Regions from separate parts of the Anas platyrhynchos genome. Here region 2 is linked to region 1. Evidence: chromatin contacts called from public Hi-C data. All regions are on one chromosome and are shown on one strand. The core of a region is the stretch at or near the end of the contact, and the rest is flanking DNA. Distances in the headings are between cores, read along the strand shown.

The links. Hi-C and Micro-C count contacts between places; a contact is called where the count stands out from the background.
Region 2: a Hi-C map of skeletal muscle shows a contact between it and region 1, with 2.6 times the contacts expected there. The contact joins two enhancer-like sites. A contact is called at or near these places in 4 of 8 Hi-C or Micro-C datasets (liver, skeletal muscle and subcutaneous adipose tissue).

What each region holds. Positions count from the first base shown.
Region 1 is chr1:63,823,124-63,829,201 of IASCAAS_PekinDuck_T2T, forward strand. All of the region lies in intron 2 of NINJ2 (ninjurin 2), which reads right to left. Among named protein-coding and RNA genes, the nearest start is that of NINJ2, 32 kb to the right of the region's middle. Within about 2 kb of position 4,003, at least 1 of the 8 cell types and tissues checked has an H3K27ac peak or open chromatin away from gene starts, as enhancers often do.
Region 2 is chr1:63,915,977-63,922,054 of IASCAAS_PekinDuck_T2T, forward strand. It overlaps WNK1 (WNK lysine deficient protein kinase 1), which reads left to right. Exons shown (of 32, transcript XM_072039579.1): 2 at 4,710-4,882. It overlaps LOC119714359 (a long non-coding RNA gene), which reads right to left. Exons shown (of 4, transcript XR_011810143.1): 4 at 1-169. Among named protein-coding and RNA genes, the nearest start is that of WNK1, 33 kb to the left of the region's middle. Within about 2 kb of position 3,790, at least 2 of the 8 cell types and tissues checked have an H3K27ac peak or open chromatin away from gene starts, as enhancers often do.

The sequences.
Region 1 (6,078 bases), core at 2,753-5,252:
TGCATGGCTGTGGCTGTTCGGCTTCAATTAGTGTTAACACCCTTCCATTAAACCCTGGCAGGCAGGGCTGCCCCTTGCTTGGGAGCCTGCTGTGCCAGGAAAGGCTGCTGCTGCCTTGCCAGGGCTGGGGTGACCTGGGGCAGGCACAGGGTGCTGTGCTCGAAAGGTGCTCTGAGGGGTGAGAGGGAGCACCTCTGTGTGCTGTGGAGTACATCCATGGCTTGTATCTCCAAGCCTGGCTGAGGAACTGCAGTGCTTGTTTGCTTTGTGCCTGGTGTTGCTTTGTGTGGGGCCAGTGCGTTAGCATTTCTGCTTGTGGCTTGGTTGCTGTCCAGCTGAGGCTATTGCTCTCCTTGGATTGATTGTGGCAAGTCACTTAGCTGCATTCTAGAGGGTTTCAATGCTGCTGTTGCTAAAATGGAGAGAAATGGGATCGTGTGAGTCAAGTCAGTTCCAGGAGCTCGTGAGGCCTCAGCCTGGCCCTGAGCTGTTGTACGATATCTGTCTTGGATTCTCAGTAAAAATAAGTTTCACATCTCACATTAAGAGCTTTTTGGTACAAGAAAATCCTTCCTCTTCTGCATATGTACAGTAACTAACACCATGGGGCTCTGGTCTCCCTGTGGGCATTCCACGAGTCTGACTGCTCTCAGTCAGAGCCTGTTATCCTAATTCTATCAGATTTTAAGTGTTCTGAAGTTAAACTTCATGATGGATTTGACAGTTAGCTTGTGCAGACTGTACATGTGTGATTATTATCCATAGATGTTAGGTAAAGTTATGTGAATCTGAACCGCCAGGAAAATCCAGATGGGCTCAATGTGAGTTTTATGCTAGAACCTGTACTCCGGCCATGTGTGAGGGAAACCTGAAGCAGACAGATCCCTGAAGTGGAATGGCCTTGCATCAAAAGCCTCAAGTCTGTAAAGCTGGAATTATGAGAGCAGTCTATTAAGCTAAAAACAGGTAATTCTTTAATTAGGGGAATTGCTGGGTGAGACACATTAATGTTTAAAGCAAAGTGGCTTTGCAGGGTGAGTCCATTCCTTCAGTCTTGGTTCCTCTCCCAGCAATTTCCACAGACTTCCTGGTGTACATAAACCTGACAGTCTTCACGAAATCACTGGGAGAGCCTTCTCCCCAATTCCTGCTGAGTTGCTCACCCTCTTCTCCCTGCATAGCCCTGTGGAGCATGCTCTAGGTGTCCTTCCCTCTTCTAGAGCCTTCCAGTGGCCGAGGGAACAGGAACAGGGTGAACCGGCAGCCCTTCTCCCACACCTTCCCCAAATGGAGAAGTGTCCCAGCCATGCCCTTTTTACTGAAGTATGCAACTTAGTCTCTTTCCAGTAAATTGGAAGAAACAGAGCCATGCAATTGTGCCATCTGCTACAATTAACGTTTGGAAATTTATTCTGGGGAGAAAAAAGGCCCTGTGCAGACCCATCTACCCACAGGACAAGTGCTCTTGTGGAAAGGCAGCAGTGCAGGGCCCTGTGGGATATCCTCATGCCCCATGCAGGGCCCTGGAGGCAGCTCCTTAGTAGGCTGACCCTGGCAATGAGAGAGGGTGATGGGGCAGGAGGCAGGCAGAAGATTGCAAGAGTGGTTTTCAAATCTTTTCTTAGAGTGGATTTTCACAAACTACATAAATCCAGTAGGATCTCGATGTTGTGCAGAGGGTTCAAGCCCTGTAATTAAGCCCCTCTAAAGGCTCACTTCTCATGGAGAACCTGGCATCCTGGGCAAGGCGTTATCACTAGAGGGCACTGGGAACTAGGATGTGGGGACACAGCTAACCAGGTCACCCCGGAGCCCTTCCTTTGTGAGGAAAAGAAGAAAGACCCAACACATTTTCCTCCTGGGCACCCAGGGCTTTGTAAAGACAATCTGAGATTAGTGCTTCTGATATCATCTTGCTTTATATGGGTTTACCAACCTGAGGCATCTGAGTTGGGAAGCTTTGACTGTATTAATAATTGAGAGCTGGGCCAGCTCTATGGTGTAGGACAAACAGTAAAGTCCAGGGAGGGGATTTAAGGTGGTAATAGAGTAGATGACTTTCCTTAATTAGAAATATTAAGTTTGGCTTACCCTTCTCTTCCTGGAGTAATTTCAAGGGTGGGGTCACCCTGTTGTTTGGGTTTATAGCTTGCTATGTTGACAGAAGGATTCATAGGATGGAGTTGTTTTTCTTTTTCTTTCCATCCTTCAGTGCAGCTTGATGGTGCTGTAAAAGCTGGCTGTGCTAAAGTCAGGGCAGTGATATAGTGTGCTGTAAAAATGGCCATTGGTAAATCGGTAATGCTGCACATAAATTGGGAATCGCAGCTGGGCAGAGATCAGAACTGAAACAGCCAGCAGCCAGTTACTTCTCTCCCTTCTGAAAAATGGTACTGGGACTTTCCTATCCAACTTCCACTGAGTTCATCAAAAGTTAAACAATAAAATGCTTATCTTCGGCCATTTCAGATGAACTTCACAACTTAATTAAATTATTCTCCATCAGTGTGGCTCTGAAAGCATCCCCCTTGAAGTAAGATCAGACAAAGTGGCAAAATTGAGTGCCAGGATCAGTTTTTCTTTGTAAATAATTTTAGGTAGTATGGCTGTTCTACTTGGCAAACTGCATTAGGTAGATAATAGTAAACTACTTGGGTGATCACCAGGACACCAGCACAACTGGCACAAACCCAACATCTTGGATTTCAACCATCAGGTGCTGCCGTGAGCAAGGCAAAGTCATGTGTTTAAAGGGAAGTCAAAGTGAGAGGAATAAGGAAAGAGCTTGATGATATGGATGAAGGCCCTCAGGAACTAGAAAAGTAGGTGACCTCTGTCTTTGCTTTTCATGTGGGATCTGTTCGGTGCAGGCCTCTGAGACTGAGCAGGGAGTGAGGTGGTGAGGAGGGGGATTTTCGTCCCCCTCTGCTCCAGATGTGCCATCACAGCTGCTTCCTCCTGGGCATGGCCTTGAGGAGTTCAGAAGCTCACCTTTGAAACCTCTAGGTCCCGTGTCACAGCAGCCAGCCCCTTTTCCTAAAGTCTCCCTAAAAGCTGGGATCTGACTTCAGTACTTACTAGGAAGAGGGTGGCAGGAGAGAGACGAATTAGACGAGAACCGAGATAGCCAGCAGGTGGTGCTCCGTCGTAAACGTGAGGGTTGCTCCACCGCTAAGATGGTAGCAAGAATTTTTGCAGTGCCATCAGTTACCCAATGCTCGCATTTTTTTTTTCCAGTGCATTATGAACTTGGATACAATGATGACTAAAATGGGTTATATGCTATCTAGATAGAGCTCTCGGTGAGGAGGTATTGCGAAATATCACCTTATAATCTGGAAACTTCTTTGACCAGCTGCAATGTAGGTATTGGAGTAAGGGCAAATAATTCAAGAAAGCCCTAATCATTTGGGCTTCAAAGATGCCTCATGTAACTCATTTAAGATGCGGTGCCAGATGGAATCCATAGAAAAATAAATATGTAGCAACTGTAAAGTTTCTCTCTTTCTCCCCTCTATCAATCATCTATTTTAGAATTAATTTTGTGTTTTTTCTGTTGTATTAAAATAATACGCAAGAGCCTGAAAGATTGTAGTGAGTAATGCGTACAGCAAAGCTTAGGAGGGGTGCTCTGTAAAAAAAAAAAAAAAAAAAAGTGCTACTTCAGGAGATGGTCATGCATGAGAACTAGATTTTATTAAATTTGATTTATTTTCTAATGGTTGCTGTAGCCTCTGATTTTTTTTGATATCTAATATTAACTACCTAACTGGCACATGTTCCCCCAATAATATTTCTCTTCAGGTAAAACTGCCTGCCCTGCTTTAATACTAAATGCTATGAAAAAAGCAACCTGCCAGAGTCTTCAGTTTCTCTTCCCTGCAGCACAGAAAGGAAGCTGCAGTAGACTGAGACAAGTATAATGTTTTGGGCCCAGTTCTTCATACAGCTGTTGCTGTTCAGCTTTAGGTAAAAGCAACACTAAAGGTCAGATTATCTAATGTTTTAGAAATAAAACTGTCCTTGACCTAAATCCCGTGCAACTCTTGTGCAGACTGCAAGCAATGATAGACTTCGTCCAGCTGTTTTTAGTTTCCAAAGCTACGATTCAGAACAATCCTGCTCTGAAGCAAGTGTTCCCACATGGTTTTAAATGGTGAATGCCTACCTGTCTCAAATCCAGCAAGAGCAGGAACATACCCTGTTACTTTTTACCCCAACATATAGTAAACAAAAATTTGAGATAGGAAAATAAAAGGAACAGTATCTCACAACAGAGTGTTCAAGCATCCCAGAGAACGGGGTTTTATGCTTCCAAAAGCAGTGAGGGCTTTCTAGATGACTGAATAGAAATGTGCTGGCCTTCACAGGCTGCTGAGAAAGCTCATGTGGCTGAAGTTGTGCTTGTGAGAGTGCTCTATGGATAGGCATGCATGGGGAGGAAGATCAGTTTACAGGTACCTGCCAACATGTCCTGTATGGGTCAATCCCAGCACATCAGACCTTATTGCTGTTGCCCATCTGGTCCAGCATTCTGGTTCAGGCTCATGAAAGCAAAAACTGACTTATGATTCTTCCACTGCAAAATTAATAGTGGTCTTTCCTATCCATTCAGCTAAGTGCTATACCTTTTAATGAGCCTAACAGGGCTGGAACTTCTAGTATAACCAGTGGGAAATGCTCAGCCACAATACATGGCTTAGGTAGCTGTTCCAGGCAACAGGATAGCAAAATGCTGATATCTGAAAATTATACCATCTGAGGTCTTTATTTTCATCCACCTTCTTTCAAGTGACTACTAGAAACTCTGAGACTCATTGTGACACTCTAGATATCAGCATAAAGTGTTTTGCGTCAAGAAAGCCAAAGCAACATTTAAGCAAATGGCTGTGGAATGATCTTTTGGCTGCAGCCAGCTTCAGAGAAAGACCTGTCTGGCATGTACCTGCTTTGATGGCCAGCTGTGCTTGTATTGAAAGTGGTGGGGAAGAAAGCTTCCACTGACCTCCCTGGGGGAAACAGGAGCAGGCACTCAGTGAGCAGTGCTGGAGCATGGTTTTCTGTCCAAGGGCACTGATTAATAGCTCCTATTGGCTTTGGATTTGGCACATACTGAGCACTTCTGCAAGTCAGGCGGGGTTTATGTGTATTTGAGGCAATCTTCCCTTGTATAAGTAATTAGATAAGGTGCATTTAATTAGGCTGTAGAAATTAAGAAATTCAGAGCCCAATTCAGCTGAAGTTGTGCCTGCTTTCACAGCCAAAACAATGCATTTGAAACAGTTTATTGCGAATAAATCTGAGATTCCCTGTTAAATATCCATGCTTACAACAGAACTGTCATTTGGGGATGAGTGTCTCAGTATGGGGGATGGATGGAACAAGACTGCAGTTGAACAAAACTAGAACTTTAACTTAGTCTCTGGACAAACCTGGTAGTTATGGGAAGTTTAGTAATGTCAAATATTAAAGTAGCAACTACTGATGCTCAAAACTGAAAGAAATTGTCATTGCTGACAAGCTGAGAGAACTTGTTAACTTAGTGTGGAGAGTGAGAAGAAAAACACAAATCGTGTCCAGGAAGAACTTCAGGAATGGTCACTGTCTCTAGCTGTGCTGTCTGCTCATACGGTACTTGCACTTTTGAATCTTGCATTATCTTATCACTGACGTACTCGAGGGTTTGGCAGGTGATTCATGTACACTGATTCACATTTCATCCTGGGTGAAGCTTGCAGCAAAAGGTATGATCTCCAGTGTCACATACAGGGCAGGGGGGATGGGACCTGTGATCAGACTCTTCCCTGGCACAATTTTCTTCTCCGTGACTTGCAGACCTCTGATTTGCTCTGCTGCCTGTGAAGTTGGAATCGAGGTCACATTCTGGCAATTTACAGGCCATAAGCTCTCACTTATCTGTGGGTGGTTATTCAGGTTATGGATTAACTAAGCAATCATTTAGCAAACCCTGCTTTCTGCTGCTTCCGGTCCAAATTGGTACGTGGGGCTGTGCAGACTTGGCTAGGCGCTCATTTAGGATCCCCACAGCACGTTGTCTGCTGTGTTCCTCAGCTTTTT
Region 2 (6,078 bases), core at 2,540-5,039, 93 kb after region 1:
AAAACGGACATTGAGGCAAGACAGAGGGTGAGACCCTTCCTTGAGCTCGCTGTGAGCAGAGCAGGGTGGCCGGAGCGGAGCATGGTGCCTCCCGAAGGCAGCTGCAGGTGTGCTGTGCAGGTAGGTGGGCTTTCTCGTCACCGTGTTTCTGAGACAACACTGAAAAATTCTGCAGGAAGATGGTATATGAGCAACCCGGCTGAAATTTAAGATTAATTTAGGTGACAAATGCATTTCCTTTCCTTGTTCAGAAGGATGCTGAACAGATATTGAGCTTTGGCTGGAAAAAGTCACCAAGGGAATATAGAGAACTTCTGCTGATGTGCCTCACTTTCTGTGGCTTGGCAAACCAGCTAATTTATGTGGGGGAGTGTTTTTAGTTGTGTGTCTGTTCTTCTTTTTTCCTCTTCATTTATATAAGGTACCTAGGCACGGGGATAGAAAGCAGGTAGTAACAGTTCAAAGTCACGCTCCTCCAGATGGGGTACCTGGTTTATCACGAATGGCCAAGATTCCTGTCTTATGCAGAATAATGTAAGTACCTCTGATAGCTGTTTCCTGACCAAAAGAAGTCAGAGGGAAGTACGTGGATAAATGAAAACTGCCGAGGAAAGGTTATTGAATGGTATCGAGCCAAACAATTGTTTCACTTACTGCCTCTCTCTGTTCAGGCCCCTGGCACTGCAGAGCCGTGGGTCACGTGCTGGGAAGCCTTGCTGTTTGTCCTGGCTTGTCAAAACAATTTAATGTAGGTGGAAAGGAATGAATGAAATGAACAGAGTGGGCTTGATGCATCTGTTTCAGTTTGTTCGAAGGGCAGCCCAGTGATTGGGATGTGGCACTTGAGTCCTTCGGGGAAGCTATCGGTTCAGGAAGAACAATGCTGCCCAATTTATGGGATAGTTAAGTCCATTTTAGGAAGCAAGCTCTCCTCGAGTTTGACAGCTTGTATATTTTTAAATATTTGTGCTATATCGGCTCAGCACATGCTATAACTGAGATGCGAGAATGTGATTTGCTAATGTCTAGGCTTAGGAGTTCATCTTGTCTGCCTGGGGTTGCTTCATTATATGGTAAAAAAGGAATGACTGAGGGAGGAGGGAGGGTGTCCAATTTTTTTATTTTTAGTTGAAATTCCAAAACAAATTGGTCTTTGAAGGATAGGATATCAAGCCATATATTATTAGCTGTTCTTAAAGTGGTTTCTTCTTTATAAATTTGTTTCTCAGACTTAAGAAAAGCATCTTATGCCTTTTTTGTTTTGTTTCTGGCTATCAGAAATAAAAATGTAAGTTAAAACATTAAAACTGTTTACCCAGTCTTATGCTTTGTGATACTGAAGTGTCAAATTGTGGAATCTGTTTTTGCTTCTGGATGGAAGCAGCAAATAGATGCTGCTCTGATCTTTCTATATACCTCTTTAGACCTCAAGCTGCAGGGAAAAAGGCTGCAGAGGATATAGATCTTATTTGATTCACCTTTAATACAATTTAATCAAAGGTAATAGCTTACTTTAAATGATACACAATGATGCTTTTTATGGTTTTGTTAGAGGTGGAGATGCGCAAGAGCCACCCTTGCCCCACTGCCTCCCTTTTGCTTAGCCTGTAGGCTATTTGCAGCTTGCATTGGAAGGTAGTTTGTGCAAGTATAAGCACCAGTCTGTGTATACGGATTAATTTGGTTGGTATAATTGTACGCGAGGTCTAGTATTTTCTTGATTGCTGGTTTTCTTGCCTTTTCAGGTACATTCACTGTTTTCTGCTACCTAGCTGTTCCTTTAGGGAAAGAAATAGAAATATGTGTCATGGATGAGTGTGGGATCCAAGGCAACGAGGGTAGTTAGAGGCAGTGTGCATTGCTAGACTTAGGAAACAAGTGGCCTCTCTGTCCTTTTCTTACAGCTCTGTTTAATGTTAACTTCTGCTGTTGCAGTGCACTCCTGGAAGGTGTGATGTTCCCTTGGTTGCAAAAACATAGCTGTTTGCTCTGGGTGGGATTTGTGTTTGTTTGCCTGTGTTTGCGTCCTAACTTGTCTGAGTTCATTAGGGCACTATGACTTTCAAAGAAGTGTTGAATTAGCCTATTGTCGTTGTCTGGATTTTTTTTTTCTTCTATTAACGCCAGCACTGAAGTGTTGAGTGTCTGCTTTAAACGTCACAGATATGCTTGCAGGAACACGATGCTACCATTAATGTGACCAGAAAGAGAAATGACTCAAAATATGCGTGCCCATTAGGAGCCTGTTCATTGATAAGAGTGATTAGCACTTGTTAGTTTCTATTTGGGGCTAGTAGTGCAGTGCTAGGGAAGACTGAATGAGGCCCTTAAGGGAGATCAGGCTTACGCAGGTTTAGATGAGAATTTAATGTCAAGTGTGGGTTAAAATTGGTTTTAAAAAGTCATGTTTGAGGTAGGTGGCATGCACAAAAATGCACAAAATAAAGGAAATTTATCCAAATGTACATCCGTGGTCTACTTTTTAGACAAACGTAAATGCAAGTATTCATATTACATAGCTAAAATTAAGTAATATAAAAAAGTAATTGTTGCAGCCAAGTGCAGAGGCTGAGAGCACTTTGCTTCGTTTCCCTTGTAAAAATATTATTTTATTGTAATTTTATGTTCTAAGGATTGAGTTTCTTAAGGCATGTGCATATGATCTGTTGATTGAAGTACCTGTAGCAGCTCATTGCTTTTCTGCGTCGCAGCTGTTTGTAACAGTTGGGATTAAATTGGTCTTGGACAGAATTTGTGCTGCTGCTTATTGTAAAGAAAGGAAAACTATTAGCGGTATAAGGCAGCTCAAACGGAAGCATTCCTTCTATATTGAAAATAAAAACACAACACAATCTCATCAGATGTGAATGTTAAAGAATTTGCTTAGTGTTTCTGCAAGCACGATCTAGCAAAACTTATGCTTGCTCAAGGATGCTTTCTTTTAGGTGCGAGGGGAAGTGGTAGTGCTAATTTCTGCAGAGGGGAAGTGGTAGCGCTAATTTCTGCAGAGAAAAATAGTTTCAGGATTGAAAACTCTTGATACCTATTAGTTAAATTCATGACATGAATTTGGCACCTTCCAAAAAAAATCCCAAACACAGAAATATATGTGATTGACAGTTATAAGCACTGATCTCTGAAGTAATTGCAAACCTGTTAAACATTCACCTGGAAGACTTTTACACTCCTGAAAACTGGAGCTTCATCTGGAAATGAAGTAGGCTGTCCGTGCCCAAAGATACTCTGTGGGCCTCTTAGAAAATGTTGATAATTTAAGCAACTAGAGGATGGTTTAGATATTAACATGGCTGAATTGTATTGAGAAAACACATTAACTGTTAACAAAGGAAAAGGAGTTACAGCCTGGTGGACAATAGAAGGTTGAGTAAACCCTGCATGCTTATTCTGCCTTCTAATTGAAAAGGAAATATGAAATGGAGTGACTTAAAATCATTGCCCAGATTTGACAAAGGTCACTAGCTATTCGTAAATAATGGGTAGAAATGCTGATTGTAAAATTCTTGTCTTTAAGTGTATCCTGAGATGTTTTGAATACTACATATGGATCCAATTCATGTCAGTTGATCAGGCTGACTGGTGTGACTATGCACTGGTAAACTGACAAAACTGAAAGATGGAAGGAGGCCTTTTCTCCTTCTTTTGGGACTTGCAACTTGTTCTGGAAATAGCTGGTCAGACTCCTGAAGATATTGGATAGCCATTTGTTGGTAGATAATACAGTAATATTGTCCAGGAATGCTTTTTCATGGTTTGTCTCTGGCCAAAAGCTTGCTGTCTCTCTAACGTGAATTATGTCTTTGTTTTCCTTGATGCTAGATTACAGGAAACTTGCTCAATCATGAGGTCATACTTTTAATCTAAGAAAATCTAACCCAAATTCATTTGTCTACCGTAAGTGCATCCAACATGTTAGGTTTGTTGCTCTACTGTCTTCATGGAGAGTTAATGCAATCTCTTACCAGTGGTCTGGATTCTATAAACAAAGGAATAACTTTTATACATACATACATATATAATATAGATATACACATATATAATATAAATATATATAATATACAATATATATATATACATGCATTATATAATATATATATTATATAATATATAATATATATAATGCATATATAATATATGCACAAATATATATATGTATATATTTTATATATGTATATATATATATATAAATATATATATTTATATATATAAATTTATTTATATATATATAATATACATATATATATATTTGTTATATATATATATATATATATATATATATATATATATATATATATGTATATGTATATATATGTATATATATATAAATAAAATATCTGTGAAATGTGCCTCAAATGATTCTGTTTTGCCTGTCCTTGAATACTTGAACGTTTTAGGACATTAAGTTCCACTGCTACCTCAAGTCAGAAAACCTCTTTGGAGTGTGGGAGGGAAACAGGAAGAGAAAATTCCCAGTCTCCCTGGACTTACCTCTGAGAGCAATCAGACTGTAAAGGAAACTAAGATTTAAACAAGCAATAATAGAATGTCTTCTAAATAAACTATTTAAGGGTAACTGGGAGCAAAATGACATTTAAAAGATGCTGATGCTTGTTCACTGCCTGTACATAATTGTTCTTCAGATTGTTGCTTTTCTAAGCAATAAAGCAAAGCTTTCTTTTCTTTTTCATTAGGATCGGAAACTGTCCAAGTCAGAGCGACAAAGATTTAAAGAGGAAGCTGGGATGCTAAAAGGGCTTCAGCATCCCAATATTGTCAGGTTCTATGATTCCTGGGAGTCTACAGTCAAAGGAAAAAAATGTATTGTTCTTGTGACGGAACTCATGACATCTGGAACGTTGAAAACGTAAGTAAATTCAACCATGTCAAAGCATATGATAAACATTAGCACAAAATTAGAGCGCTAGAAGCAGCTGATAATTCAGAATAGATAAGAACAAAGCCCTTTTAGTGGGAACTGAACTTCTGTAGGGAAATTCTTGTTTAAGAAGAGTCTTGGTACTGCAGGGTACAATGGATTATTCTTTAGGTTAGCAAAATTGTCAGATTCTTCTTTGTGATAGTAAGCACATGCAGGAGAACTGTAAGATTTTGTGGTCTCATAAAGAGAATGCTCTATTTTTACTTTTCAGACCTTTTCCCTTTCCTATCAAGCTCACTTCTGTTTGGCGTGAGGCTTTGGATGTAAAAAGAAACAAAACCAAAACCACCCTTTTTATTTAGTTGAAACTTCATGAAGTAGTACCTGAGAAAAACCTGAAAGTATTCGCAATTCTGCCATGTAAAGTAGTTGAGTGAAGCTAGATCTGTCTTTAAGTCAGACACCAGCAAATCAAACTGCTGTGAGGGCCCTCTAGTGGTGTGTAAAGCTTGGAGGGAGTCAAACAGAAATCATGCCTTTGTCTTGCACTGTACAATCTTGCAGAGATGTGAGCTTGTTCAGAAGCATACAGTTGTCATAAATCTACTGGAATTAAAGTTGCCAGGATTTGAAATTCATATATTGTGGGTCATCGTCTTAATTTGTTGCCCATTTAAGTCTTGGAGAGGCATTCAGATCTTAAATATGTGAGCAGACTGTAGGAGCTGGAAACAATTTGCAGTCTATTTGGTTAAAATAGCCTGTGAACTTTTAGTGTGTTTTTTTTTTTTTTTTGTGATGCTTATTGATAGCCACAAATGAACATGCTTAAAGCAGGAAAAAATGCTATTGGGAGTCTGGACTGTAACTATATGGAAGTCTTTGTCTCTTGAAATAGTGCTGGAGGTTTAAAGATGTTACAACTTTTTCTTTCTCCGTATGTTTGGGAAAGGCTTTTGTTTTTCTAAAGGTTGTTTAAGATATTTCAGATGAAGTAATAGATCAATTTCTCTATGTCCTGTACTTAAAGCAGTATAAAGGTTTTACAGCTCTGGACAGGTGCTTCTATTTACAGTTATCTATTTTCATGATAGTCTGTGTAGTGTTAGATGTAACTTTCTTTTTTCCCTTTTTTATCCTGTTCTTTCCCTCACAAATGTAATGTTTGGATTGTCTTGTTG